Regions from separate parts of the Mus musculus genome. Here region 2 is linked to region 1. Evidence: chromatin contacts called from public HiChIP or PLAC-seq data. All regions are on one chromosome and are shown on one strand. Each heading gives the region's core, a stretch centred on a gene start, on an enhancer-like site or on the middle of the called end of the contact. The rest is flanking DNA. Distances are from core to core; before and after follow the strand shown.

Region 1 (4,585 bases), core at 797-3,296:
CACACACACACACACACACACACACACACACACACACACACACAAACACACAGTATTTAAGATTGTTAACTACCCCCTCTTAGTTTATTTCAAAGGCTGCCTATACTCTCCTGACAATACTTAAAAAGCTGCAGCTGTGTACATTGTACTACTATAACAGTCAATGAGAAAGATGTCCCACAAACCTTCTAGAAGTAAAAGAGAGTTTCCTTGTGCTTCACTGAGGCTGCTTGAGTTACATGGTCATCCTGTCCCAAGCCCTTTACATGTGGGTATGTGTAAAAACACAAAATACTTGAGTAAAAAATTGGTTATAAACTTCTGCTCTGAGTGTTCATGAAAAGGGAAGCAGAAGGTGCAGAAGATTTGAAGGATGCTGGGCATTCACTTTCTAAACATGATTGCTCTTCTGATGGTATCATAGTGGATGAAGGAAATTTCATCAAATTTATGGCGCTTGTTCTCTGGGGATACATAAAATAAACAAATGTGGACATAAGACCTCAGGTGAAGGTCATCGTATATAAAATCAGGGACTGTGATATAATAAGGACGACAACGAGACTTTAGAAGGGGTGGGCATGACTAATACATAGAATTCTTTGATGCAATCCTTGAAATTTAACTAATTCAATTGAAGAAATAAAATCAGACAGAGGTGCTATAGGGAGGGAAAACAGAGGGGGCAGTAACTGGTGAGCTTGAGGGTCATTGAACAAAAATGGAATGAAATGAGCATCAGAAGATGGGTGGGTGATGGGGCTCATTAAAGGCTGGGAAGTGGAGACAGGAAGTTACATTGTAAGGTGTTTGGGGGCATAGTGAAGGTTCTTGGCTATGAGTGAGATAGAAAGCCATTGGCCAGTCTGGAACCAATGGTACTCAAAACTAAAATGGTTCTCTCTCCCTCTCTCCCTCTCTCCCTCTCTCCCTCTCTCCCTCTCTCCCTCTCTCCCTCTCTCCCTCTCTCCCTCTCTCCCTCTCTCCCTCTCTCCCTCTCTCCCTCTCTCCCTCTCTCCCTCTCTTTGTAGTAGAAGTAGATTGGGGAATGTGATTGGCTCAAAGCCCACTACAATTTAGGGAGAGAAAATTGAGGAGTCTTTGAACAAAATGAATGAGAAATAAATAGTAAAAAGTTGATGGATAGGAGAAACATTTTGAACATAATGAAGATGAGAAGACCTGAGAGGTTGGATATAGGAGTGTGGAAAAGGGGGAGGCATGGATCCTTCCAAGGACAGAACAAATGAAACATAGTGCTACCATGAGGAAGAGTGGGGGAAACTAGGTGTTGTTGTTGAGTATTTTAGATATTAAGAAGAAAAATCCAGCAAAGAATTACTACAAAAATCTAAAGTCCAAAACAGAGGCATCAGTTGGCAATTTTAGGCACCAGGAGCTGTAGGCATCACAAGAACAAGGAAAGTCATGAGAAAAAGATGAGAAAACCAATAAAGTTTAGATACACAGATGTGAAGACTTCCCAGGTCTGACTCTGTGGCCTTCCCCACAGGAGCTGGGTGGCCTCGTGTGTACAGACAGCAGCTCTCTTCAAAAACGCTGCTCATCTAAAATATGTTTTTCCTGTGGTTTGACTTTTTGCTGAACTCCAACTTCCCCAGTTTGAATAGGACTTTTCTACTTCATTTTAAGCATTGCGAGTGTTTTCCATGCATAGGCTCCTAAGTTCATTGACACGTCAGGAATGGACTGCCAGAGCAAACGCTGAGCTAGCCAAAGACAGAATTTGGGTTTATCTTGGATTGTAGGACCACCATGGCCTGGCTACCACAACCTGTCCCTTCCTGGGCTCTTGGAAGTCATGAGAAGGCCAGTTAGGTCAAATCTGAAACTGAGGTCTCTGAGGACCTGAGTCAGCGTCCCGGTGACGGGTGCCAGACACACGGAGGGACTCCTCCCTTATTGATGGCCAGCCTGATTAATCTGGCGCCTAATCAGACTCCTTTGAAGGGAGCTCAGAGGGCAATGTAAGAATAGCACACCTGTTTCCACTTGACTCCAATCCTGAAATAATTCTGCGGCTCCTACAAGATTTGAAACAAATTAAATTTGAAAGGGCAGAGAGGGCAGCTTTGAATGGCTGGCTCTGTGGAGAACGCGGGGTTTTGATCCAGGAAATGGCTGAATTGAGCTGTGGCAGCTGGTATGGTGTTAGTGCAGGACTGTGACTCCAGCCTTTCACAGTGACTTCTTCTAACCTGTTATCCCTGGCATCAAGCTTCGGCTGCCTGGCCTTTGACAGCATAAGAAGGTTATAATGGTACGACGCAAAAAAGCAACTGTCAAGAGGAGACGGTGTTGGGGGCTATTTGTGGAATCTCTGTGAAGACCCATTTAGCCATAAACGGAAGCAATGACAGGCACCGTTCTATGCAACCCACAGGAAGATTATTGTTGGGCCGGACACTTAATCATTCCTTCGATCAAGATACTGAAGCCCGGAGAATCCTGCTGCTGCCAGCAAAGCTCGGTGTGGAAGGCAGGGGCTTCCAGGCCAGAGCTCTCTACTTGTGCTTATCTTTCAAGTGGTCCCAGGGTGAGTCACAGGAAGTGTTGTCAGAAGAGTCCCAGGCCTGCCTCTACCTCTGCAGAGCCTAGAGGTTTTGGGTGCAGTGAGTGGGAAGCAAGACAAAAGGACAGTTTTTCCATCTGGACCAAAGATCCAGAAAGTGCAATGATAAGAGATGCCATTGCAGGCCTGGGATAGCAACCGATTCCTCTCTTCTACCGCTGCTCACTCTGTAGCCAGAAACAATTACCAAGCATTGTCAGGTGACAGGTAGTGGGTTTCTAGCTTGGTAAATGGGTCTTTCCATACTCACAGACCTGCCACTTTGATCTTCGTTGTAGACACAGCCAGATGTGATCCGTGTGGTAACCCGCTTCCTTGATCTTTTGCCAGTAAAGGGTTTGATGGAGAAGCTGAGCAATATGAGGCCACTGTGTTTTACGGTATCTGTTACTAATACCTCGTCCTCGGCAACAGACCTTTCCTGCCTGGGACCTGGGGCAGCTGATTAAGCACTCCTGTTAGCCCGAGTCTGGCCGTGGCTGATTTTTTAAGGCTTCCCTTCATCCCTTACACAGAGAGAGGAACTAAAGACCTGATTTGCCCAGCCACTTTGACCTTTGCTTCCAGATCCTTGAGGGCTGGAACATTTCAATGAGGCAGAATGCAGAGATCTCTCTAATGAGGTTTGTCAGGGCCTGCTGTTTGATAAGGGGTGGATTCCATGACTGTTAATTTTCCTCCTCACTGATGTTCCTATGGCCTTTGATAACTGAGATCACACACATGGAGGCGTGTCTTTCATGTTCCCCAGCCTCATGGCCAGGGGTCTGCCAAGGCATCATTAATATGCACCTCCGTGTGGCTGGTGGGAAAACGGATGGGAAATAAAGAAGCCGAGGCTGCCTGTTACCAGAGCTCAGAAAACCTGTCATGCTCAGATGTTTAAAAGTAGAGTCCTTGCCAGGACACCAGAAAACAAATGGGAGTCACTTGCACAGTGGCATTCTAAGATCAGAACTATTTACTGTCGCCTTAAGCATGGAGGAGACTTCTTAAATCTCACCCAGGCTGGACTCCTCCTCAGCCCTCTGTCTTCTTACCAGACACTGCTTTGGTGGGAGGTTTGGGGTTGGGGTTAATTGTGGAAAACTTAAGGGACATTAAACAGAGCTGGAAACAAGATCTAGAAATGAAATAGAAAGCAGTTTATGTTTTTATTTAGGCAGAAGTAACTATTCACCAGCCATGTTCACTACCATCTCTGGAGTGAATGTCTTCTAATCAATACCCCTACCCTTTCTCCATTAAGGGAAAGGAGCTGGTAGGTTTTTTTTTTTTTCCAGGGTGTTTCATAGTATGAGTGTTAAGGGCAATGCCCCACTACAGAGAGGTGATTTCTCAGGAGATTCATCAGCAGAGGGACTGACATTTAGCGATCCAATTCGTTCAAGTGCACACTGCACGTTTCATGTCCTCCCCAAATCTCTTCCTTTCTGCTTAGCTCATGGCCCCTCGAGGTGACGTCTAACTACCTTGACAGGGTTGATATCAGTAGCTAAGGAAAGAGCATATGAAATTCTTTGCATAAAATCCAGCATTTCAAGGAACGATTGTATTAATGGCATTTGAATCGTAGTACTTCCTCACCCGTGATCTCCCCTCCTCTGACCTATGCTCCTTATTAATTGCTGGTGTGAACTTTCAACAAAGATACTCTCATTATGCCATGCTTCTGCTCAAAACCCCCAAGTGACTTCCTATTGCCTACAGAAGAATCTGAGACATCAGCCTGGTCTATTCCTGCCTCTTTACTCTTTCCCCAGTAGCACCTGATAAATGTTTAATACCCAGTACTCTTAGGGAGGAGAGACAGGAAATTATGTAGGCATATGCATACTCTCTTATAATGTTGTATCATATAGCAGATGTGTAGCAAACCCACAGTCTATAAATAATAAGTATACAACACTCCATTATAAATTCTATTTCATCAGTTTAGTCATAGTGAATGCTTTTGTTCATCTTTGCTGAACTGTGTCTGTTATCAAACTG
Region 2 (4,220 bases), core at 991-3,490, 190 kb after region 1:
AGCCTCATTTCCTTCTCATTGTTTTTCAAATTTAAAGCATTGATTTAACTATCAGAGGAAACATTTTCATTTCTTTTGCTCTATTTGTAAGTGTTGTCTCTTTCCCCACCCCCCAAAGCTTTCTTTCTGAGGGGATCTTTATTAAAACAGCTGCCACAAAATAACATAAACACATAATAATATACAATGCCTAACTAAACAAAAAGAAATACTATAGTTCAAAGGAAAGAGAGAGAGGGAGTGAGGGAGAAAGGAAGGAAGGAAGGAAGGAAGGAAGGAAGGAAGGAAGGAAGGAAGGAAGGAAGGAAGGAAGGAAGGAAGGAGAGAAAGAAGAAAGGTTGGTCACTCCCACAGAGGAAAACAAACAAATCATTTAAAGACATGCAACTATTTTTCAACACTAGCAGTGAACCTTCCTTCTATTGACCTAAAGTATGTCGTACTGGTGAGCAATTTGTTTGTTTGGATCTATTTTATCTTTATTAGAAAGGTTTATGGAGCTTTTGATGTTGCAGAAAAGCACAATATAGAATGAACCAAATATCATTTTCCCAGTCCTGCGTGCAGTGCGGGACTTGGGGCTGTTTACAATCTAGCTCTTCAGTGGTGAAGCACTACCCAGTGTTATTAACATCGTCTCCCACAAATTTCTCTCCCAGCCTAATACCTCATTCTGATTAATGGACTAGTAGCAGGGACTACTTCCAAAAAAAAAAAAAATCTGTTTTGCTTAGAGTATCTATTTAGATTCAACAAAACAAATAGTTGCACATATTAAGGAATATGGTGTTTTAGAACAAAGAAAGCAGCCAAGATTACAGGAAAGTTAACTGTTCCCTGGGGAGAAACCCTAGTGTTTAAACTGTTTCATCAGCAACAACTCGGAAATTGTTTTAATGGTGTTTTGAACATCTTATCCTTGTAAAAATAATGCCTATGCTCACAGCACACAGTGGATGAAATCTAGGCTTCAAGTTGGGCAAGTGGGTGTTTGTGGGGTGCAGCGGCGCTATTTCTATGCTGTCTGATACGGATAAAGATAAAGGAAAGCACAGAAACAACGATTGCCTTCAGACTGTTGACGACAACAAACACTTTTCAGGTTCCAGAGACAATTACCTCCTAGTCCCAAATTACTGGGCAAAACCCACATCATAAAACCTATGTAATAGCAGCCGATGAGAAATCACACAGGAAGGGTAACTGAAGCCCTCTGTATCTGTAAGAACAAATCTGTGCCTACAGAGCTCGCTCGCTTCCTCTTCTCAGATGGAAACACCTTATCCCTTTTTTCTCTCCTGATAATCTAGACCTCCAGTTACAAATGGAGGCCCCTAAATATTTGAGAGGATGCACTTTCCTTACATTCTAAACTTCACTTTACCCTCCTCCTGTGGGGCTGTAGGGGACAACAGGGAGACACTATACTACCTTCTGATTTTTAAATAGTGCTGAGGCTGTGGGGTATCACACATTTCTGCTTTTGATATTAACCTGACAGTAGCTAGGAATTCATGATTATCTTAGTGTAAGAGAGAAACCTTCTCATAAATTTAAAAAGTAAAAGTAAATAAATTATCCCCACTCGATGCAGGCTAACACCAGTAGATTACCTTGAAGAAACTTCGAGATTGTCATAGGGCGGAATTCACACACACACACACACACACACACACACACACACACACACACACCCTTATTTTAAGCTAGGGTCTTAAGTCTGAGCCACCACCGCCTTGGAATGTGACAGTCTCTCCTCATGTGGTCTAAGCTACCGACTGCTGTTGCGTGGGATCTTTCCCTCTGCCTTGGTAAAGCCTGTTTGAACTAGCCTGTGTTTGGAGGCAGAAGTTCTTTGGTAAAACGTATCATTATTTACGTACAAGAAAGCGATACGTTGTCTCTTAAATTAATTAGAAAGTGGTCTGAAAAGGATTTTTTTTTAAATCAACAAAAACCAGAAATCTTCGGGTAAAGAGGGAAAGAAGGAAGAAAAGGTTCAAATACAAAGCTGATTGTTTGCAGAGAGCCTGCCGCTCCTTTTGTGCCTAACTGAACCACGCCAGGAGCCCTCTTGAATCTCTACAAGAATACAGTTTCAGATCATCTGCATTCAGGGCCAGAGTCATGGCCCTGGAACCGATAATTGCCTCTGACAGGATTTAATTACCTTCTCCAGGACCTTTTCTCTGTTTGATTGGAGACCACCCCCTGCCTCCGATCAAATCAGACAGTAATAACACGCTGAAGCGCAGCAGCCAATCACGAGTCAAGTCTGAACAGTGACCTTGCTGAGCCGAAGCTGATTGGTGGTGTCAGCCTTGTCAACGGTGTCAGTGAACCATCAGACAAGAGCGAGCGAGGGGGGAGCGCAGGAGAGCCTGGGAGATAAGAGGCCCGCATTAACGCTAATGGAGGCTGTCAGCATTCAAGGCTCCAGGCCTCCTTGCTGGCGGCCTTGCACAAAAAAAAAAAAAAAAAACAAAAACAAAAAACAAAAATATGGAAGAACTCACACAAGTCTAAAATACTCAGAAGAGGAACGAACGCGTTCGTTTCTCCAGTGTGGGGAAATCTATTCAAGGTATAATTCACATGCAATTCAGATAAAATGACAGATACAGGCACAGTGTGTGACAGAATAATTTTTTATGAAAAGAAAAAAGGTCCCACAGAACAACTAAATGTATTTGGGGCTGCTAGGGACTGAGGCGGGGCCGTGGGGCGGAGGGCGGGGGGTGGGACTATGGGACTTTTTCATTTTTAACTATAGGACTGAGAGACATGGGTGTGTAAGAGGCATTACAAAATTCTGCATTTAATACCAAGCTGACTTACTTGCTGTATTATTTATGACTGTTGTAGTGTGAGATATAAGCCTACGCATGATCTTAAGGAGGACGAATACATTCATTAAATGGCCAACTTTTATGTATCTATCATTTTAAGACTGTTTATAGTTATGCATAATTCTAATGACTTGTATATATGTATATATCCCCACGAAGACATAAAACTTGGCTCACCTCTGTTCCTTTTGTAAATCTGGTTATCCCCCCAAAACAACATCAGGACATCGTGAACTCAAATAGACAAAAAAATGTTTCCAAGCAGCTGAGCCTTGGAGGAAAACACTGTATCATTAGGTCTGTACTAATTTAGAATTTAATTTATTCATTACATTTTTCTATAAACTAAGTAATCTTCCTTGTTACATTTATTTTGTTTATGACTCATTTACCTCCTTCCAACTCCAGCAAGAACTATGAAAACAAATTTACAGGAGCTCGTTGGATATTTATTAAAGAGTCATCTTCAGCTACACTTAGTAGAAATGAAGGATTTACTACTTGTATGCAGCACACCTTTTAAATAAACCTTTTAAGAAAGTTTGGTCACATCCAATTCTCTCTCAAAAAAAAAAAAAAAAAAGAGTTTTTTATGACTCTGTACTGTAGCCAAATTCTCTGTTACTTTTAAAATAATGTCAACTCCCGCCAGTGTAAGGTCAGCTCCTCTGTCATCTACATTGAGAGATATCTTTGTACCATGTCCTGCATGGTGGTGGACTTCCATGGAAATAGCCCCTGCGGAAGATTAGTGGTTTGTTTTTTTATTCCTCTTTATTTTTTATCCACCTACTCACCAAGAAAGGCATATTTAAATAAAGGGTTTCCTTCAAATCTATGACTCTTCTCTGTGGTAGTCATGAATGTAAAAGACCATTTAATTAATGTATAAATAAATCATGTTTTTATATTAGATGCAGTATGCAAAGGATTTGGTAAGATGAGATGAGTTTTTTTACTTTTGAGGGTTTTTTTTTTTTAAACAAATCAAAGGAATATAGCATCACCTTGAAATTGTTCTTCCTTTTTGGAAACTTAAGATTAATACAAGTCATCTGGGGGAAAATATACATAAGAAATCAGAAACGTTAGAGTCCAGGTCTGGCTTAACCATTGTCAAGCTGACCACACTGTGTCAAACTGTTTTGTTTACATGAGTGTTGGTATTCTTGGCTATTTATAAAACGCAATTAGAATGAGGTTACCCCAAGAACTCAAAGTTTGTACAATGCAAGTAGCATCACCATGGAAACATGCTAACAGTTGTGACTCTCGGGAACTGTCGGTTGTGAGCTGCTAGGCTCTGCTGCATCAGGCCTATCATATCGCACACTCACAGACCACTGCTCAGACCCAAACACACTTGACCAG

The links. HiChIP or PLAC-seq counts read pairs in DNA pulled down with a chosen protein or histone mark.
Region 2: an H3K4me3 HiChIP or PLAC-seq map of craniofacial prominence shows a contact between it and region 1, with 4 times the contacts expected there. The contact joins the promoter of BB218582 here to the enhancer-like site in region 1. A contact is called at or near these places in 1 of 484 Hi-C or Micro-C datasets (nephron progenitors), 6 of 115 datasets of contacts at active chromatin or transcription factors (cardiomyocytes, craniofacial prominence, embryonic basal ganglia and 3 more) and 1 of 9 other capture datasets (embryonic stem cells).

What each region holds. Positions count from the first base shown.
Region 1 is chr2:106,459,140-106,463,724 of GRCm38.p6, forward strand. No RefSeq gene overlaps it. Among named protein-coding and RNA genes, the nearest start is that of Gm46755, 32 kb to the left of the region's middle. Within about 2 kb of position 2,047, at least 18 of the 459 cell types and tissues checked have an H3K27ac peak or open chromatin away from gene starts, as enhancers often do. A contact at or near this core is called in craniofacial prominence, where this site is marked.
Region 2 is chr2:106,648,124-106,652,343 of GRCm38.p6, forward strand. It overlaps BB218582 (expressed sequence BB218582), which reads right to left and starts at 2,241. Exons shown (of 7, transcript NR_137201.1): 1 at 2,171-2,241.